Regions from separate parts of the Macaca mulatta genome. Here region 2 is linked to region 1. Evidence: chromatin contacts called from public Hi-C data. All regions are on one chromosome and are shown on one strand. Each heading gives the region's core, a stretch centred on a gene start, on an enhancer-like site or on the middle of the called end of the contact. The rest is flanking DNA. Distances are from core to core; before and after follow the strand shown.

The links. A called contact is a pair of places that touch in the nucleus more often than the background predicts.
Region 2: a contact with region 1 is called in a Hi-C map of fetal cortex germinal zone, with 4 times the contacts expected there. The contact joins two enhancer-like sites. A contact is called at or near these places in 2 of 14 Hi-C or Micro-C datasets (fetal cortex germinal zone and fetal cortical plate).

The regions. Positions count from the first base shown.
Region 1 is chr6:94,902,598-94,907,581 of T2T-MMU8v2.0, forward strand. No RefSeq gene overlaps it. Among named protein-coding and RNA genes, the nearest start is that of MIR9-2, 190 kb to the right of the region's middle. Within about 2 kb of position 2,759, at least 5 of the 40 cell types and tissues checked have an H3K27ac peak or open chromatin away from gene starts, as enhancers often do. A contact at or near this core is called in fetal cortex germinal zone, where this site is marked.
Region 2 is chr6:95,079,203-95,084,406 of T2T-MMU8v2.0, forward strand. No RefSeq gene overlaps it. Among named protein-coding and RNA genes, the nearest start is that of MIR9-2, 12 kb to the right of the region's middle. Within about 2 kb of position 3,584, at least 8 of the 40 cell types and tissues checked have an H3K27ac peak or open chromatin away from gene starts, as enhancers often do. A contact at or near this core is called in fetal cortex germinal zone, where this site is marked.

The DNA.
Region 1 (4,984 bases), core at 1,509-4,008:
TATACTTTGAAAACTTAATCTCTTCATTTTGCAGTAAATATTGATGAGACATTTTGCAGTCATATCACAGTTGCTTTTCTACTATTAGGTAATTTCCAAAAACATTGAATGTCAAGATAATGAGGGTACCAAATAGGTGAGCCATCAGATTTGAGGTATGTTGACATCTAGTCATCTCCAAATTTAATTCAATGATGAGTGACAGAATTAGCTAATGAAACAAACATTAATAATCACTTGAGTTCAAATTTTAATTTTGGGTTTAGAAAAGCTTAGCATATTTTAAAATATTCCAAAATAGAACTTTAAATAGAATCTTGCTAGACTCAATGAGTAATTTTAGTGACCAATGAGGGGGAAAATGGTTATTTACACAATACTTAGGTTCATTGAAATAATTACACATTTTAAGATAATTCTGCAGAATAAGAAAAACTTACCTCTTTAGCAAACAAAAAAGGAAATTTTACATTTTATTTTTCAAAAGTTTCTGTCCTGTACATTAATTAAAATATTCTAATTAAAAATATGAAATATCAATAGGGACAAACTGTTGTTGATAAATGGCTTTTAAATGTTAATTGACCAATATGTTAATAATCCCCCAAGCATATAACAGTTTTCTTTAAGAGAACTTTACATAAGAAAGATGACTTGAAGCTTTCAAAGAGGACAAGTGTTTGATATAAGTATTAGCTATGAAACTGATATTATTAATGATTCAATTTTGACCCAGCCAAATTACGTTATTTGTATTATGAAACAATCTGAGAATTTCCAAAGTTTTATCTATCCTAATTTTTCTAACATTTATAACTATTTATAATCAGGATGGACCTGGATAAAGCTTTGAAATAGCAGAAATGCATCGCCACAAGCAACTTTTATATGTTCCCATAAAGTTTATGTTCTATCTTTGAAAAGTTTCTGCTGTTTAATAAGATTTAGCTTCTTACTTTTAATCTCATATTGCAGTTGCAAAAAAAAAAAAAAAAAGAAGAAGAAGAAGAAAGATCTAGTACTGCACCGCATGTTGCAGTGTTGTCATGGATACATAAGTATGGTACATCACTTCCTCCAATAAGTAAACAAGATTCTCAAAGAGCACTTACGAGGACATACTAACCTTGTAGTATTGTTGGCCACACAGAGCTTTAAATAAGCAGATGGATTGTGGTTTTAAAATATCACATTTTATTAGAAGAAAAGAAAGACTAGAAGGCATTTTTTTGTATGTGTTCGTTCAACAATTTTAAAGGAATTTAAAATTGTGTACTTATTTTCAACTTTCATGTTGCCTATCAATTGTTATATTATTAATAGATAATGTCGTTAAGATGACCAGTTCCTGCTTTCTATGGCTATAGTAGTACTTCACAAGTACTAATTACTTATAAAGACAACAATAAGATGTTCTTTATGTTATATGAGAGACTCAGTAGGTATGTGGAAGATTACTTTTAACATCACGGCTTTAATGGTATTTTATATTCATTGTACTTTTTTGCTTTGTTTTGTTTTATTTTTTGCTTCTTTTCTATTGCCTTCATATGAAATTTTGCTATGCATTGCAGTCTAAAAAGCTAAATTTTCCTTACAACAATGAACACAGGTTTTCTTAATTATAACAAATTAGTGTCTTATAATGAGGAGGGAATAGTGATTAAAACCTATAAAATTGTATTTCAAAAGAGAAGAAAAAAATACATGGATTATTCAGAATGGGCTATTTAGTTCTATATATCAAACTTAGCAGGAATGAAAGTCTGTCCCGTGATTAATTTCACCAACGCATGTAATGGAGAAAATTCTAACAATGGAGATAGCTTAAACTTTAAACACTTTTATCAGACAAAATAATGCGCAATTATGTCTCTGTGCATCTTGTAAAAAAAACATGCATAATATTTTCATTTGGAAAGTTTTTCCCCTGTGTAGTTATAGGAAGGTCCCAACACAAGTCAGTTTACATGTATTGATTTCCACTGAGTTGGTTTGTTTGTTTGAATGAATGTATCAGCAATTGCAAAATTATCAAAACATTTATCTAGTGAGTTGCATAAACTTTGTTTAAAATGATGCATAAAGTTTCACGAATTAGGGAAAAAAAGTGTATTTTATTATAGCCAAGATTGAACTGACATATTAGACTAAAATAGTTTAAATTTTGTGCAGCTTTAGAAATTATCTTACTCTAAATCTCATGGCAAAGAATAATCTGGGGGAGAAGGAAAGGGAATGAGGTAAGTACCCTGATAAGGGTAAAAACCGAGCTGACACACAGATTACAAATGACAAGATTTTGCAACAAATCTGGATCTATACAAAAAATTGCATGAGAAAATAAAAACTTGTTTCTAGTGTTTCCAAATAGATCTTTCTAAATTTAATCTGTAAAAGGCTGTTTCACTGCAGGCCTGCATGAGAACCACTGCTGTCCCTTGTGGGGACTACCTTATTTCCATTTTTCCAGACACATGTTTTCCCCTTTCTCAACTATTTTAAGAATTATAAGTAAGCAGGACTCTAAAATTCAAGTTCAGTGTGCAGAGAGTTAATTTAAATATGATAACAAATGGCTTTGCTTTTGAAATGAATGTAGCCTGGCAACTTCAACTGGGAACCCTTCGGAGGGCCTCAATTATGTATGCAGCTTCTTTGAGAAATAGTTTCACACATCTGACCCAAGGACCACTATGTAGTTGCCATGAAATAAAACTGTACGTAGGCATTGTTTCATTGCTGCACCCTCCACACACTGCCGGCCTCTACTCCCTTCCCCCAGCCCGCACATGCATGTACACACACATACATACACTCACACAAACTCTTTTATTGTCATTCCGCTTCCATTTTTCTAGTAGAGTGAATGTATCAATGTAATTATCATGAGCATAATGGCCCCTGATTACTTTTATTTGCTATAAAAATATTCTGATTCTAATTGCCAAACTGTTCCGGTCAAAATCAGGAGTGGGAAACCTACGAGATAAGTAAAGGGTTAAACCACCCACACCATTTCAATTTTTTTCAAAATGGCTGCTTTGTCTGTGTGCATACACCAATAGCAAATGTCCTTCTGTTATTGTACAGCCAATTTGATGTGTCAAGTATTCATATGCTAATAGCGGTACAGTTTCTCACTTTTTCACAGATAAATGGTAAAGATTGTTACAGACAGTGAAACACAAGAATAAACAGCTTTTATTTCAGACGCGATAAATTACTTTCCATTCAAATAACATGCGACACACGCTGCTGACCATTTTGTTTCTATTCACTGTTAGTTTGCCTTCTGGGTGTGTTTTTTTAGAATAGTTTGAAAATATTTAACAGATATGGACAGAGTTGTTACTAATGACTTGATTGCATTAATTTGCATTGTAGTCATTTCATCACTCGAAGTTCATTTTTATGCTCAGTTATTACAGTGGGAGAAAGTTTGATGGAAAATCTGACACTGTTTCCCTAACATGGTACAATCAAGTCTTTTTAAAGCTTGGTAATGACAGTATTTGAAGAATGGATATCTTCCTTTCCAGGTTAGCAGAAGTGTCATTCAGTAAATAAAATCCCTTGCTAAGAGTATCACCTAAAAAAAGACACTTGAATGAAATGTACGTTGTTCTGTCAGAACAAAGTGAAATCACTTTGGTTTTCTAAGACATAAATACGTCCTTTTAGAAAGGCTGAGTAGGTTAAATATATATGATTAAAGCGTACACTTATTGCTAGGGTAGACAAATTAATGCAAAGATGAGGGTGGGGGAGGGGACTGAAGTATGAGAGAGAATTAACCAGTCCTTAAAGAAATATTTTTAAAATAATGTACCCATGAACATGCATGCATTGATGACAGTTATAAATCAAAAGAAACATTTCTGATTTATTTCTCATCAATTTAACAAGATGGGCTTATCTATTCTTGAGTTGCAATACTTTTAGGGACAAAAATTAGAATACCTAGAAATAAAGCTAATGATTCTTATAGCTACTTCTTAAATTCATCTTATTGTACCTAAATCTTTTGTCTGAGCTTTACATATGACCTTTTTTTTTTGTTTATATTTGGTCCCCTCTGATGGTTACATATACTTGAATTGCTTGCTTGGATGGGGAAGCACACAAAATAAATAAGTAAACATGAAGAAAAGTAACTTGATTCATTGCTAGGTTGAAGGATCACATAGAAAAGCTTTTTTTTTTTTTTTTTCCAATTGCTCACAGTTCAGTACAAACACACACATGCACATACATATACACAGATACAGACAAAATCAAACTAGAGAATTTTTAGAAGCGCTACCCTGGATCATGCCTTAGGACATTAAGGATTCCAAAGGTAACTATGACATCAGGTCAATGAGGCTGCAGCTCCCTAATAGTGTAATCAGCAGATTGTAAATTTTTACATAATTCTAGGACAAAAGCTAGCTATTTTGAAGCAGTCTTATAATCTCAGGCCTTTTCTCTGAGCTCCAAAATACCAGAGAAGACTATTGTATCATATCAATGAGGAACAGTAAATGCAAGTGACCAGTTTTATATTAAACATGGACAATCAAGAGATTTTTCTACTATAAGGCTACACAAATAAGCTCATAAAACTTATTACCCTTTCTTCCTCTCTAATGCCATTGTTAAAAATACAAATTAATAGGATCAACTTCAAATATCTATTTTCAATCCTGCCTTTTATATATGTTACTTTTTTTCTACAGGAAGAGTAGTTAATGGCAGATGAAATACTAATTTTTACTTTATGGGACACCCATCAAAAAGTGACTGTAAGCTAATTTATCAAAATTGAAATAAAGTAGGACACCAGTAACTATTTCAAGAATTAATTTAAAATGTGCTATATGCCACACATGCTGCATTACTCAGAATGTGTTATTAATTTAAATGTTTCTTAACTAATTATAAAGACTAAATGGAGAACTTTTTACCCGTTGTTTCTTTTTTTCCCCCATCTAGTCTTTTT
Region 2 (5,204 bases), core at 2,334-4,833, 180 kb after region 1:
GTTGTTGTTTGTTTGTTTGTTTGAGACAGGGTCTCACTCTGTCACCCAGGCTGGAGTGCAGTGGTGCAATCTCAGCTCACTGCAACCTCTGCCTTCGGGGTTCAGGCAATTCTTCTGCCTCAGCCTCCCGAGTAGCTGGGACAACAGGTGCCTGCCACCACACCCTGCTAATTTTTATATTTTTAGTAGAGATGAGGTTTCGCCATGTTGGCCAGGCTGGTCTCAAACTCCTGGGCTCAATTGATCTGCCCGCCTCGGCCTCCCAAACTGCTGGGATTATAGGTGTGAGCCACCGCGCCCAGTGTGAGCATCATTTCTTATACTTTTTCTAAGTCCTCTTCCAAGGCTTTCTGTCTCTCAAGCCTATACTCCCAAACATGTAAATGGACCCTAGCACAGTATATTCGTAGAAGGTAATCAATAAATACTTGCTGGTTAGTAGATTTAATATAGGTTCAGAAATTTTTAATTGATTTCCTCATATTTGTCTTTACCTTTAATGTAGTAAAAAGCAGTATGGCCACTTGTACATTAGAGGTTTATTTTGTAATTAAAAGACAAAAGTCTAGAAGTGACCCAGATATTTAATCTGAATTTTCTGCTTTGCTTCATAATAAAGTCTGTTGACAATAGCAGTGTGGATCCAAATTTTACGAGCCTCCAGGGTCAGTTACAATGTTCATGACAGATAACTTGCAAAGCCCATTATATCTCCCAGGGTATTATTTAGTACCTTTTTGCATCAAAAGAGAATTCACTGTAGCTTCAAAAAATGCATTTGTAGACTAAAAGAATACCTTAATAATCTTGAAAGAGTTAATGAGGTCAATCAAATGCTTAGCCCAACTTCCAAATCAAGAACATTCTCTCTCAATGGTACAGAAATAGGAAAGGTCTGCACATTTTGATGACTCACTTTTCTACCACCTGGTCTTATGAATATATTTGTTTGCTGTTTATTAACTCAACAATTCACTGTTTGGTTATTTTTAAGGACCTTAGGATCTCATTGGTGGGAACATAATAAAATAACCCAAAAAACATTTCATTGTTTTGAGTTGCCCATCTTACATTTGTCATTTTGAACCCATGTTGTGTGAAAATGAGAAAAAGACAAATTTTCACTGTTTATACCATATTTCTAATTTCTGCTCGAAAATGCTACAAATGATATAAATTCTCCATGTAACTGTTAGATTTCAGGTTAGACATTTAGAGAGATTAACTTTTAAGTCACAGGAGTACCCTTTAGTAACATGAGCCATATCTTTATTCATAATTCCCAAGGGATTTATGAACTAAGGAGCTTTAAAAATTGGAACTAATGGAGCTTTCAGAAATGGTCCTAACTTCAAGAAGAAGGTTAAGCCAGGAAGACTCTTATTTCTTGTATCATTAGTTAAAATTATAAGTACTTTAGGTCATTTATAAGCAGCATGCTTCTATGAGTTAGATATTTTAATCAAGGTGAAATAAAAATATTAAAATTACTTGCAAAATATTTTTGTTTGGAATACATTAATAATTCCATGGTCTAGCATTTAGTTCCCACGTGTCCAGTTAACTTGGCCCTATTTCATAACTAATGACTATTCCCCACATCCAGAATAGGATCTCAAATACATATCCTACAAATGGCCATGAAAGCTAGCTTAGAGGTTGCTTGCAGTTACATACTCACTCTCAAATAAATCAATGATCTTACCCTAGCTACGAAGGGTAATGTCTTCAACAAAGCAGGGCAGAATCAAAAGGACTCCCATGTTGGGAGAACCAGTCTATCTATCAAAATCAAGTCCTTAGATCCAGAGGGCAACAGCTGTCTCAGAAAGATAAATCTCTTATTTAAACGTATTCATTCTTTCATCCACAAAAGCTTATTGAGCATCTACTATGTGTCTGACAGTGTTCTAGGTACAGGATATTCAGCAGTGAACAAGACAGGTAAGTCCCCTACTCTACAAACCTTATGAGTATCTAAGCATTGGGAAGAGGCGCCAGGGAAAATGATAAGCAAATAAAGAATCATACTCGTTGCAAGATGGATAGAATAAGAAATTGATGTCAAAATAATTTCAAATTAAAGAACATGCTATACAAAAAGCCCATCAGGTGCACACTTTTCTTAGACAGTGAACTATATACATATAATACATTATTTAGCTAGTTAACTGGATAAACTAGATTGATATAGATTTGTATCCAAATATTTAATCCAAGAAATCTTTCCAAGATTACACATCCCATGGCATTCCCTGGCCCACAGTGAACGAAGGAATTAGTGTCACATTTTCAAAATGACAGATTACTCACCAAGGTAAAATCGTATATGCTCAATAAGTAGGTAACTTTTTTATTATAGATGTGTACATAAGCCAATTACTAAAGATAATTAAGAAACAGAATTAGTAATATGTTCTAAATGAATTTTTAAAGTATTTGTTCATCAATTTCACTTGAGAATGTATATATACACCAATCATTCACCTACACTGAATTTTAGCTATGGAAATTCCAACCAAATTCCTTGTATAAATAAATGTAGATAAAGCAAAATAGTCCAATAATTACTTATAACAGAAGAGCAAATTTTACATACTCTGTTCCTATTTTATAGATGGTTTATACGCCTTCCAAAATTTGTTTAGAATCACCTGGGGCTTCTGCCCAATTGTCTACTAACACAAATGTGCTAAATAATAGAAACTTCTAAAAAAATGTATTACTGTTATATTACATATCAATTCACATTCCAAAAAGTGTTATATTTCAAAATGCACAAGCCCCCATTTTATTGTTAATGCATCCATATACATTGTATGCATGCCTTCATAAATATTCCACTGTATTAGAAAAATATACCCTCTTAAAGGCATTTAAATAGGCAGAAACACTTTTTACAAAGCATACAATTAATTTATGATCATGACAGTGTGTAGACTAGAGAATTAATGAAAAGCAAAACATCTTAAACAATCTTTTAATGTTATGAATTTGATTTTTCAAGAAATACATGTCATTTATTTTCAAAACGAAGTGATAGAAATACTTTCTAGAGTCTATCAATAGTATTTAAAATAAGATACTCATAACTTTCAAATACTGCTTTTACTAGTCGTCACTCGTCATTAAATGTAACTGTATATTCAAGAGCTTTCTAATAATAGCCTTTAATTAAACGAAGGACTGTTAGAGGGTTTCTGTTGCCCTTTGAAGTTCTTAATTATTACTTGTATCCAGCGTTTTATGGTACACTTAAGGTTAAATTAAATCATTTAAATATACCTTGAAGAGAAATATGAAGACTTTTGCCCATTTTAATTAAATCTCTGAATTTCAGTATTTGAAAATAATAACATATGTTTTGATTTTTTTTCATGGCCGAATGGTAAAATGCTCACTATATTAAACAACAAAAAAAGAAATGGTAGCTTTTTATGGGACTAATCGCTAAGCAGATGCATGTAAATGAGCTATTTTCTATGCATGGCTTCCAAAAGTGCTAATTAAATAGTTGGTATTCAAGGCTATGCTCGCTCATTGTTTAGTGACACACAAATCCAGCGATGTGTGCCAGCAGACATTTTAAGTTGAATGTTTTCTCCTCTACGGTCTTTGTCATGAAATGGTGGCACCATGATGAGAACACTAGTGTAAGCAAAACATTGAAATATGCTTTAATAATGTTTTAACCATGTAGTGACACTAGTCTAGTTTTCTAATGAATTTTTAATTTCTGTTTTCTTATAAGGGTGATATGAGTTATCGCTGATGCATATTAAATCATATACATGAGTCATTTTCTCTAAATTTGCATAAAATGGCTAAATGCTAATGCACCAAATGGAGCTTACTATATGTGGTACAGCAAATATTCCCTTGAAGATTTTCTGCAATCAATCTCCTGTATTTCATTAGCAACCAGATAAGGTGTGGTCTGCAGAATAAAAAAAGAAAAGTGTGTAGCTCATGAACTTATGAGGATTCAGATGATTTCTTTGTGGTGATTAGAGTGGATTCTGCAATTAGAATTTATGTAGGTAAAACACACACGCGCTTCCTTTAAAGGCACAGTGCAACAAGAGTTCTGAATACAGCCTTGCAATTGTTAAACAATGAAAAGGCACCATTCAATTATTGTGACTTTTTTACATCTATAATTAAATGAAGGAAAGCCATACTTTAAATTTAGTGTCATTTGATTGGCATAACCCTTACTGAAATTTTACAATTTCCCTACTATGTTTATAAAAGAACTTTTAAAAATAACCATGTGTGAAATGTTTTGTTTGCTAACTGTTCCCATTTTCCTTGTCAAATAATGGTGAAGAATTTTCTGGACTAATGTTTAACATTTAAAAATGTTTTTTTCTATCATCAAATACTCTTACTGAACTGACATTAAGATCATATGCCTTAAAAATTGCATTAGGGTAAGAGTATTATTGGGCAAACCAGATATGTTTACTTGAAGGATAAACTTGCTGCTTACTCACTCCACTCATCAACCCTTTTCTCATCCCCTATAGTTCCACCATCTGGAATATTTTTTAACCCTGTAAAGAAAAATTGGGGAAAGGGATAGCTATTTAAAAATAAATGCTTTGCCCTACAGTTATTTTGAATTAGTCTTGATAAATAATTAAGGAATGCATAATATATTATTTAGATGCCATGGTCTTAAGAATTTGAGTGGTATTTCAAGTACAATTATAGTCATTTATTTATCAGTAGAAAATTTACATAATCACACTTCAAAATCCAGTGGACTGGAGAGATATCAGAAAGACACCCATGAATGTGGTAATGACTCCGAGCATTAGATTAAGTTAATAATGTAGTGATGCACATGATATTCTAATATCTAGCACTACAGTATTTGATCACTTAAAATGATAAAGGCATAAATATTTTTCTCTTTTCAAACTGTATTTTATGCAGAAGGGCTCTTTATAGTATAAAATGCAATTTGAAAAATCAAAATGGAATTAGACAATCTCTAATGAAATAAAGCTAGTTAACTTTTAATAAATAAAGCCAAAAATTTTCAATGACCAAGAAAATAATTTTATCATAATAATAACGATTGGCTAACGAAAAAGTGTTCACTTCATGTATTTTGAACTGACAATATAGACCTTTAAGCTAAAGTCCAGAAAAATAACAGAAATTCGAGTCCTCTCTCCTGTCATTGAGCACAGCAT